Linked DNA regions of Danio rerio: regions 1 and 2 are each linked to region 3. The links are chromatin contacts, called in public Hi-C and HiCAR-type maps. All regions are on one chromosome and are shown on one strand. Each heading gives the region's core, a stretch centred on a gene start, on an enhancer-like site or on the middle of the called end of the contact. The rest is flanking DNA. Distances are from core to core; before and after follow the strand shown.

Evidence for each region. A called contact is a pair of places that touch in the nucleus more often than the background predicts. HiCAR-type assays count read pairs that join an accessible place to other places.
Region 1: a contact with region 3 is called in a Hi-C map of an unstated tissue, with 1.9 times the contacts expected there. The contact joins two enhancer-like sites. A contact is called at or near these places in 1 of 18 Hi-C or Micro-C datasets (an unstated tissue) and 1 of 4 datasets of contacts at active chromatin or transcription factors (caudal fin).
Region 2: a HiCAR-type map of caudal fin shows a contact between it and region 3, with 13 times the contacts expected there. The contact joins two enhancer-like sites. A contact is called at or near these places in 9 of 18 Hi-C or Micro-C datasets (caudal fin, embryo, fibroblasts and 2 more) and 1 of 4 datasets of contacts at active chromatin or transcription factors (caudal fin).

The regions. Positions count from the first base shown.
Region 1 is chr18:29,111,493-29,115,432 of GRCz12tu, forward strand. No RefSeq gene overlaps it. Among named protein-coding and RNA genes, the nearest start is that of tspan18b, 62 kb to the right of the region's middle. Within about 2 kb of position 1,464, at least 14 of the 62 cell types and tissues checked have an H3K27ac peak or open chromatin away from gene starts, as enhancers often do.
Region 2 is chr18:29,073,609-29,077,595 of GRCz12tu, forward strand. No RefSeq gene overlaps it. Among named protein-coding and RNA genes, the nearest start is that of cd82b, 62 kb to the left of the region's middle. Within about 2 kb of position 2,568, at least 2 of the 62 cell types and tissues checked have an H3K27ac peak or open chromatin away from gene starts, as enhancers often do. A contact at or near this core is called in caudal fin, where this site is marked.
Region 3 is chr18:29,251,220-29,254,830 of GRCz12tu, forward strand. It overlaps tspan18b (tetraspanin 18b), which reads left to right. Exons shown (of 9, transcript NM_001002439.2): 7 at 1,832-2,008; 8 at 3,063-3,146. Among named protein-coding and RNA genes, the nearest start is that of tspan18b, 78 kb to the left of the region's middle. Within about 2 kb of position 2,057, at least 17 of the 62 cell types and tissues checked have an H3K27ac peak or open chromatin away from gene starts, as enhancers often do. A contact at or near this core is called in caudal fin, where this site is marked.

The sequences.
Region 1 (3,940 bases), core at 214-2,713, 140 kb before region 3:
AATAACACCCCATTTACTGAACGTCCACTTCTCACTAACTTACTCTCTTACCATTTTTTCCTTTAGTCTCCCAATTTCTCTCAGATTTCAGACTGACAGTATTTTTGGTGGCAAATCTGTATGTTCATGAATACAAGCTAGAATAGCACTAGACTAAGGAATGCTAGTGCTTTTGTGTACTCTTTTCATTTAAAAAAATAAGAAATGGGTGTCTACTTTTTCAGTTAAGATGACTGGACCCAGAAAACAATTTTGTTATTAATAGACATCCCGTAGACATCTAAACGTAGACAACTTGGCTAAAACAAGGCTAAACTTGGGCTTTCAGTGAAAATCTAATAGATATCTAAGAATAGCCCAAATCTAGACTAGTCATAAAATAGACTGATTAAACAGACTGTGTAGTCAGTCATTTATGTTTATTTGATGACTAGTCTAGTTTTGCCCTATTCTTAGATGTCTATTAGATTTTCACTCACAGTCCAAATTTAGCTTTGTTTTAGCCAAGACGACTATGCTTAGACATCTATGATACTCTACATCTATTAGACATCTTTTGAAAACAAACAATGCTTGCTGGGGCCAAAGTGAAAGGCTTTTCACAGAATTTCATTGTATTCTATTTAAATAAAACATCTTTAAAATATAATTTATGTTCAACAAAAACAATTTTTTTGAATGATCTTTTAAAAATGATTTTTAAAGCCCAACTAATACGCTTGTACTCCATTTAAAAAGTGGGTTCTCGCTCTGTATCTGCCTTGTGCATTTTCTGCATTCCCAGAATGTTTCAGATCAGCTAAATGTCAGTCCACAGGACTGACTTTGACTCCAGTGGGACTTGACAGAAAATCAAACAGATTTCATTTGCTTCAGAGTGACTGTAAATCAATCATGACATAATTTTATGGACTGTCTGATTGAAGAAGCATATGCAGATACACAAACACACGTACACACACACACTGTGCGGTGTAAAGCTCATACTGTAGAAGCACGTGTGGAATGATGACAGCACCCACACTTTAATGGGCCCCTCTCCGCACTCTGTTTTTCTAGCTCATCTGGATTCTATTAAAGCCAGGCTGTCTGACCGCTGCTGTCAGAGAGAAAGAGAAGGGAAAATGAATGGACGAAAGTGAAAAGAGGAGTGATACGCTGAAGGAGAAAGGAGAGAGGGTGATAACAGAAAACAGAAATAAACAGACAGGAAAAGATCAACAGAGAGCGTGATTACAGAGAGTATTTGGGAAAAGAGGTCTTCCAGAAAGCGGTTAGAGGCAATGCGACTGCAAATCTGCTCATAATGACTTTACACTGACTAAATGAGCAGAAATAAAGCTGTTCAAATCTTTTCCTCATGCTTCTGATGAGAAGTAGCGTGCTGCGATGAGAGAGTGGACAGTGGAAGCTGGTGCTGTCTGTCTGCCAGGCATTGGCTCCTCTTGGCTCAGTAGTTCAGCACATGTGCAATGGCACCAGGGAGAGTGGAAATTTCGTCCAGCTCATCCAAATCTGTGCACTCCCTACAAATCATTTCAAGCTGGATGTTTCAGAGATTATAGACAGAATAAGGAGAATGTGTAAATAGAGATAGAAGCAGAATAGCAACTGACTGAATGCTTAAATGTCAGTAGCATTTCAGCTCCAATCACCGGCAATCTATAAACGTGGCAAATGTACAAAATGGAGTAGAATCGTGCGTATGCCACATCCCATGCAAAAGTTGGGATATGCACTTAAAAAATATCTATATTAGCAATTTTCCATATTTTGTGATTCCTGTTTTAATTTGCACAATTTTCCCTTTTATTTACGCTGTTAAATTGCAATACGAGGCCTTGATCTTTCTTCTAGTATCCTTTAACCTTCAATAAGTATTTTTATTAAGATTTGTAATCGTTTAAATTGATATATTGTCGGGTTGGTGTTGTATATTACAAAAACCTTGTAAGGAGCTGTCAGTACATTCTTTATTTTACAGACAGTATATATTATTTCTAATACAATATGTTATTTCAATCTTCAACTTCAAAAATATATCTATAAATGTTACCTATGGTCCTATAATGCAATTCACAACCGTAAAAAAATAGAAAATACTTAAAAATATGGAAGTTAACATTATTTGTTCATTAACAGACTTTTTTCTATTTATTTGTTTATTAAACTCTAACATATGTAACTTACATTTTGAATTAATTGAACCTTTTTAAAGCCAATTATGAACAAACTTTTAATAAAAATCTGTAATAAATAAATGTATTCTGTTGTATGTTGAATTTCTATGCAAATTTTATGTATGAGAGACCAGGGGTGCACCAGCAGTGCAGAAGTTAAAACATCCTATAGTTACAATAATCAAATGGATCAAAAAACATTATTTTTTTAAAAATGGATGTTTAATAGGTTTTTGAAGAAAGATTTTTATCCACTGAATGTTGACAACTGTAGTTTTGTGTTGCACTGTCAAACTAATTAAATCTTTACAGCGGTCTCTGAAAATGAAAAATGTTAGACAGTAGATTACTTTGATGATCTTGTGTTGATAATGAAGAATCACACATTCTAATTTCCTTCATCTCCCTCTGCTCACAGACTTTTACATTTATCCAGTTCTTAAAGTTCTGCCAAGTCTCACTTTTTTAATAATTTATTTTTTTTTTACGTTTTTCGACAGATGAGTTTAATTTTCTTTGAAGGAGCATTTTGTGTTTGTATTCATCAAATAAAACGAGAGGTTATTATTAGGTTTAGCATTCACAGCTCAAGTTCACATCTGTTTTTAGTGATTGATTGTAATGTAATGTACTATAAACATGTAATTATCCCCCTCACTTTTGCATTGGACAGTTGTGTTCATTTGTTGTGGATTTCATGGAGATGATAAGCAGTAAATGATGCTCATCCCTAATCATTTGCTAGGAAACTATATGGAGGATTTGGAAGTATTTTTTTTTTCAACCTTCCTCTGATGCTTGAAGACTCAACCTAGATAAATCTCAGGCTGCAGACTTCCATCTCTGCTTGCCTCTGAAAAAAATCTCAGGAGAGTGTGTACCATGGCTTCTTACAGATCAGGCAACCCATCAAACCTTATTTACACATGCCACTGCTCTACTGATAATGCTATTGCTACTCCACTGCAAACCTCAGATTACCTCCCCCTCACCCTTAACCTCAGCCTGACTCCTGACATACATAACACATACTCCTCCACATGTCACTATGGTTTATTCTCACATTCTCCCCCAGTTCTCATGACATGATGCTAACAGTGCAACTGACTCTCGGCTTATCTCTGATGTTTTGTTTAGACACATTGTGCCTCCCCTCACTTTAATTCTAACATTAAAGGAGTTTTGAGAATTTCTAACTTGAATGGCCATACCGGTCAAATTGATGGCATGCATTTCAACATTCACTAATTCTTCCAGTGTCTTTTAATAGGCATGCGTCTGTTACCTTGCAAAATCGTAGTTTTCTGATAGCAAAAAAATATCTCTTTACTCCCGACATGTCTTTAAAACTGGTGAAAATGTGTTTTGCTTCTTTACTCAACCTTCAGAAGCTGTCCAGTAACTCATACACAATTATAAGTTATAATACAAAAATATTTTTAGCTTAATGACGTATAATAAAATATGCTTACCACTTTGGCAATTCTAGTACTTACAGAATTCTGGTAGTTGAGGTGATCAATTTTCCTCCCTCCTTTATCCTCCACCTCCCTCTTCTTCATGAGCATTAGCAGCTGACGACTTTGCTACATTCTACTTTAACAAAATAATAACCATCCATTCATCAGTATGAACATCATAAACTGAAAAAAACATCTCACTAACAAACATGCACACTCTCACATCTTTCATTTTCAAAGGCTGAATTCTCTTAACTTCTTTTTTCCACTCATCTAATATTTCTTCGCTTGATCTTATTC
Region 2 (3,987 bases), core at 1,318-3,817, 180 kb before region 3:
TGAGCATATCTGTTATGTATTGAGGTCCTAGGCCATTTAGTAATTTATAGAGAAGTAGTAATACTTTAAAATCAAATCTGAATGTAACTGGGAGCCAGTGTGAAGACCTAAGGGCAGGTGTGATGTGCTCTTATTTGCTGGTTCTGGTCAGTATCCTGGCCACAGAGTTCTAGAGGAGCTGCAACTGTCTGATTGTCTTTTTTGGAAGGCCCGTGAGAAGGCCGTTACAGTAATCCACCCTGCTGGTGATAAAAGCATGAACAGGTTTCTCTAAGTCCTCACTGGAACCAAAGGAATTCTTGCAATGTTTTTGAGATGAAAGTGTGCTGATTTACTAACTGCTTTGACATGACTACTGAAACTCAGATCTGACTCCAAAGTCTCACCAAGATGTTGTTTGACCTTTAGAGCCAAGGTACACATTCACCTTGAGAACCTCATCTCTGTTCCCAAATGCAATGACTTCAATTTTCTCTTTGCCGGGACATGTTAACTGTGTGCTAAGCAGTGTTGGGGGTAATGCAAATAATGCAAGTTACATAATGTTACTTTTCGGTAACACTTTACAATAACAGTACATGAACAGTACATGCCCCTGCAAGTAAAGTCATGATATAATTATATATCACCAGCTCATGAGTTAACAATAGTAAATTAAGCATAAACTAATGTGGTAATTAAAAATGTATTAATAAACAATCATGTACTAACAAGTAATTAAAGTAGTGGTTATTCACACCTGAACTCATGTGACTCATGTTGTAGTTAAAGTTAATTCATGATTAGCGCACTCATTAACTCATCATTAAATCATTATAAAGTAAGGTTTAATTTACCTATTAACACACCATTATTCATGTACTATTATTGTAAAGTGTTACCATTTTTCAAGTAACCAGTAATTCATAATAAAATAATATTGGAGTTACTTTTTGAAACTGTAATGCGAGTTACTTTTTTGTATTTTAATTTGCTTTTAAAACATAAATTGCTGAATTAAAATGAGTCACAATCAATCACGCAGTCAATGAGAGAATGTGTTTATATTTTTGAATGCATTAAAAAAAAAAAAAGATGATTATAGTCTCAATGGACAGTGATTTTACTTAAAATAAATAGTACAAAGTAGCAAATCCATTGCTTTCAGTAATCTGTATAAACGGCATGTGAAGCTCCGGGGTCAGGAAGTTCTCAGATAACATTATCCTAAATATATATATTGGAGGGCAGCACGGTGGTGCAGTGGGTAACACAATCGCCTCACAGCTAGAAGGTTGCTGGTTCGAGCCCTGGCTGTGTCAGTTGGCATTTCTGTGTGGAGTTTGCATGTTCTCCCCATGTTTGTGTGGGTTTCCTCCATTTTCACCTGACATGTGGTATAGGTGAAATGAATAAGCTAAATTGTCCGTAGTGTATGTGAGTGTGTGCAAGATTGTGTGGGTGTTTTCCAGTGTTGAGTTGCAGCTGGAAACATATGCTTTAACTAAGCAGCTTTCTGACCTACCGAGTGCATCTGAGTTACCGAAAAATGAGTTTTTTTTTTACTTATATGATGTGAGGTATCAAACATTCCAGTGTCATTAAACGCAGTCACTGTCTTTCTCCCCTGCGTCTGTGTGTTTGTTTTGCCTCGGTGAAAATCAGCGCGTGCCCAAATGGAAACTCCCATTTTTATCCAAATCCTTCCCTCTTTCCCTCCCCGGACACTCCCACCTTAACAGAACTTGACACACCCACTTTCCTGACTTTTTCCAAACTAGAGGTGTGAAAACACCCTGCTGAAACAGGGGGGTTTCATGGCCCTTTAAATGTGTTGGACATGCTCAAAATGCTGGCAGCATGTTCATACATGCAAACAGTAGTGTTAAAACCTGCTAAAGTGATATGAGACAGAAACACCATTCAACAATTCAAGCTAGAAATATGCAAAATCTTGCTTCATTGATGAAATGTAATATGTTAAACGGCAGTAATGTTTAATGTTAGCCACTGCACAAGGTAAAACAAGCAGAATATATAGCACTGTACCACAAAATAATATTAGGGTTGTTTTTAGAACAATCAAAATTACAACACGCACTGTACTGAAAAATTAAACAATGAAACAATGTAACTTTTTTCCTTCCTTTCTTCCTTTCTTACTTCCTTTCTTCCTTCCTTCCTTCCTTCCTACCTTTACATTTGAATGAGTAAATAGTGAATTCATTCTCATTTTAGAGTAAACCTTTTTGCTTCTTGCTTATTGTTTCAAACAGACACACACACACACACACACACGTTTCTATTATTATACGTAAATCATTACTATTTATACACTTCTATCTATACACTTGTGTTAAAGGGATAGTTCACCCAAAAATCATTTATGCATCGTTTAGGGGTTTCAAACACGTTTGAGTTTTTTGTTATTTTTCAGTGAATCATCCCTTAAGGACAGAGGCTGGAAAGTGAATCCTTGAACTGACTTGTGACAGAATCTGAAAGTTGGCCCTATATGTGTGCTGCATCCTCAACTTGTGCTCTTTTCCAGTTTTTTTTCCTGGAAATGGTTTTACTCATTTCACCTGCGGGCCTCTTCCTCATCCTGCCGGAGACGCCCATACTTGACGTCCTGTTTTCAGCTGCTTTGACTCACAGATCCTGCCAATGACACACTTATAAAGCAAAAGTCTTTACTGTAAGTGAACATTAATGTTTACACAACAGTAACATTTCTGTGGGTATTCATTTATGTAACAAACACAGGAGTTACCCTTAATGGACTTTGGACTTTATCCCATTGGTTGTTAAATTACGTTTGCTATATTGGAAAAAAAAATAATGGATTATGCATTAAAATGTCATTGAGTTGGAATTGGAGCTGAATTGGTCAGCACTTACAATATATTGAACTGATAAACTGACTTCTCATCTCAATGAAGTGTATCCGCTTGTTAAGTGTGACGTCACGCGAAGCGGCTTCTGGGTCCAAGCGCTCTATTCAACTGAATGGGGAGACTCATGAAATGGTAATAATAAACGTTTACAAAGTGATTTAATGCTTTCGAAAATCACGATCACAGTTTATATGTCCATGGCTAATATCCGATGGCCAGAAAGTTATTAATTGTTTTATAAATTGTACATTTTTTGGTATTTGTTATGCAGCAAGCCCAGAGATTGTTGTGTACACTGTGACTTTATGTAAAATTAACTTTAATGTGTGATAGGAATAAAACGTGATCATAAACTAAGGATTTCTCCACTCAAGTGGACCCGGAAACAGTATTACATACGTCAAAAACACGTCACCACTTAACAAGCGGATGGTTATTAATCTTGCTCAGCACACATTTTTGTGTCAAATCAAGAAACAGTTTTGTCATGTAGTTTGAAAGTTTGAAGGGGAAATTAGAAAATTAGAGCAATCTAGATCAGTCTGGACGGCAGGTTTTCACAAGAAAACAGTTGCACCAAAACTCTAAATCTGACATTTCTGTTTCTAAAATACATATATACACATATTTTAGTTATTTATTATACAGTATTATATATATATATATATATATATATATATATATATATATATATATATATATATATATATATATATTATATATATATATATATATATATATATATATATATATATATATATATATATATATATATATATATATATATATATAAAAAATCTATTTATTAATTAATTTATAAATTATTAGCTGCTAGACAAGAAAGGGAAACATTAAACATTTTTTGGCACCATGCCTATTATTAAGTTCCTGGCTGTTTGTTTATACTTCTAAAGTAATTATTTTTCATAAGATATCATTTTATGTTCCTAATCATTTAGTGATTACTAATAAGAATGAAAATGATTGATTGATGCATAAGTCAATGGGTCATTAATAGTTAGAATAGTACCTTAAAATAAAATGTGACAGAAATGTTTTTGATAGTATTTTCATAAACATTTATTTGAAATCAAGTAACACATGTTATATA
Region 3 (3,611 bases), core at 807-3,306:
TTACATGCCATTTATTGCCACACTTCTAAAAATATCAGCAGCAGATAGTTCACCTCAGATCTTAAATAAAAATAATATGAACTAAAATGAATATATGATATATATAATATGAAATAAAATGAACCATTTGAAATTGATCTTTAGAACTGTGACTCAATGAAAGCCAACAAATATTAATGATTCAGCACGTACATTTAATAATGTTAAAGATTAGATTATAAACCTTACTATTTTGTTGGAGTGCAGTAAGTGCACTATTCTATGCTTCTGAATGGCTATATTTAAATTACTGTCTTGTTTCATCTGGTGCAAACAGCCAAATTGCTTATCACTGCAAATCTCATCACGTAGCGTGTTGTTAGGATACAGGGTTACACTATGTAACCTGCTCAATGTTTGTAATATTTATTTTATTTGCTAATTAATAACCACCACATGTAGACGCTGACATATAATTGGCTAATTTGGCAGTGGGCCAGGTGAAAGGACCAACACAAAGAAAGACATTTCGGCACGCAGCTCACATTTTCAAAGCAGAATATCTGACTTCAGCATTGTTTATCAGATAAACAAGAATGATCACTTAGCATGTTTCTTAAACATCTGCACACACATTATGTTATTTTTATGCTTTAGAAGAGTTAAAAACTTTCATATAGCGCATTTAATCCAAGTCATCGGAAAAGAAACAATGTGCTGTTTTAAATGATACTTTTATTCGCATTAAAACATTTTTCTGCTACCAATGTTCACAGCTATAAAATTAGGTCAAATAAGCTCAGGCATGTTTATTTAATGTGCCAAGAACCACCAAAGTCCATTCCTCTGAGTCACACAGCAGGTTAGAGCTTCTAAAACAATCAGTCAGATTTGATCTTGTCTATCAGACATGTATTATTGAGCTTCTGTTTGTGTTTACTGATCAATATTCAAATGCTAATAAAAGCTACATTTTCTAAAACAGTGGTCTTGTTTTGAAGCCCTTGATTTACTTTTTCAATAGAAACTCACAAACGTTAGCATATATATTTTTTATAAAAGTGATTTAAACATTCATTTGACTTCAGTTTCTAGGAAAATTGAATGCCATTGGCCAGTATGATGCCAACAAATGTTGTTTCATTTCACACTAATGATAGTTACTTGGACGTTATCAACAAATAAAGGATTATTTGGCGTAACACCAAATATATACCACAAAACAACTTAACAGTGTTTATGATTTGTAATCGAATACATTTTCCAACATTTACGGTGTGGTCAGTTTGCCCTGTAGCTCACTTTGTACGGGGTTGTATTTGTGATTCAGAGCACTCAGGATTGTTTCTGAAGAAGCAAGCTTCCCCAAAACATATAAAAGCAATGTAAAATCAAGGTAAAGCTACATGGATATGGAGCACGTTTTTACATTTGTTTTAAAAACACTATTGGTTGCATTTAAGTAAGGGTTTAGATAAGTTGTTCACTAAAGGATCTGTACATCAAGCCCTGCCTTTTTTACAAAAATGAACACAGTGCCCTCTAGTGGATTTGTTTCTGAAATGTGCAACAAAACATACCCGGAGCAATGTATTTTTGTTTTGCATAGACGTAAGTCGAAGAGTAGTAGTAACAAGTAGTTTTAGTAGACATTCTTTAAAGAGACCATGAAGATCTGAATGTTCTGAAGCTAAATAGATGTCTTAGGTTTTGAACTTCACAAGTTTGAGCAAAAATAATGCCATTACTTTTTTTTCGGAGTAAACTAAGCTTTAAGCACAGCTTCAACATTCAGCCAAGCTGAAATCTGTCTCATTTAAAGTCAAATTTGTCCTTCTTTGCGTTTCTCTAGTTTGACTGCTGTGGAGTGAACAGTCCAGAAGACTTTGAGGAAAGCATCTTCAGGATCATAAACCCTAGTGAAATGGTGCCGGAGGCCTGCTGCCGGAGGAATAATCATGTTGGAGAATCAGGCTTCAGTAACCGGGAGGAATGCCTGTCGGGCAGCATGCTGTACCGGAACAACAAGGTAGAGTACGTCACATCCCCTCAGCCTGCTCCAAAGCTAGCTCAGATTCAAGCAGAGCAGAAAAACAGGAAGAGGTAACTTCAGTAGTGCTGACTAGTGCTTTTCCATGCTCTCAGTGTCTGGGGAATGTGAGTGTTTCTGCGAAAGCGAGCGATGCTTGTTCATTTTATGTAAGGGCTCACATTGGTTTTCAGCCCTGTAGTGGACGACTGAACTGAAAAAAACATTTCTTGTTATTTAGACTCATAACATGTCATTAAAAATCTAGATTTGTTCATTTCGTCACTCTCATTTAATTCTAAGCCCATATGAGTAGCATCTACAAAATACACAATGAGATGTTTTGACTCATTAGAAAGTTCAATGTGGTCACAGCTGCTTAGACTCAAAAATGATTATAATAAAAGTGCTTTATTCCAAGTCCGGGAGGTATTTGGTAGCTGTGTAAGTCTCTGTCATACAGAGCAGATCATTATTAAGTCCAGATCAATTCTTTCTTTTCATTGCCCATCATTTCAAAGCAGCTGTAAATAAAGTCATGCTGTAACTGTATGTCTATATTGCCTATAGTCCTTTAACAAGGATTCATTTTCGGTTAGTTTGTTGTATTTATGCTGTTGACTAGCAAGCACACCAGTCATCAAAGACAAATAAATACTTTTTTGTTTCACTTTTAGATGCATTCAGTTTAAAACCGACAATTTTATAAAGATTAAAAAAAAGAACCACGCTTTCTATTCATCAAAGAATCCTACATGATTACAGTACAGAAACAATATTAAGCTGCAAAAACAAATTAGTTTACAAATTAGAATACAATGAACGATATTCACTGAATAATAATTGAAGCTCAAAAGTTATTCATAATTAAGCTTCAAATCGTGTTAAATTAAGACATGTATATCTTGTTTTTTTCTAGATTTCAAAACAATTTAATGTAGAGTTCAGATGCACAAACCTCAGATGGCACTTTTTGAGGTTTTTGCATCTGATCTCTTCGTATATTTTACATTACTGTACAGACTAATAATGTTGTGTTTTTGTTGATCTGCAGGGCTGTTATTCAGCGGTTGTGGACTACTTTGAGATGTACATCTATGTTGCTGGTGCCCTGGCTATTGTTGTGCTCACGATCGAGGTACGCTATTACATTATATCAATTCTCTTCATTATTATCTCAGAAAGGGTGTCCATGGAGTTTAAAAAAGTCTTAAAATGTCTTAACTTTCAAAAACTAAATTTTAGGCCCTAAAAGTCTTAAATTCACTAAAATATTGTGTTGTAGATCTTAAATCATTTTTAAAAAAAAAGATCTTAATTTTCCTCTGTCCAACTAAAGCTAGCCAGTCGGCCAACACACATCCAATTATCAACAATCCATCTAAATAAAACTTCTTTTTTATTGCAAAGAGATATAATCACAGCAGTTTTTAGACATTTTTAAAGAGAATTATCAAAATTAAATTCCCTATTCAGGGAAAGAAAACTATAAACAATTACATAATTCCTCATAACAATAACAGGGCAATATATGCCTTTATGTGATCTTCCATTTAAACTCAAACTATTTACAGAAGTAAGGGCGAGTGAACAATATTTAAGA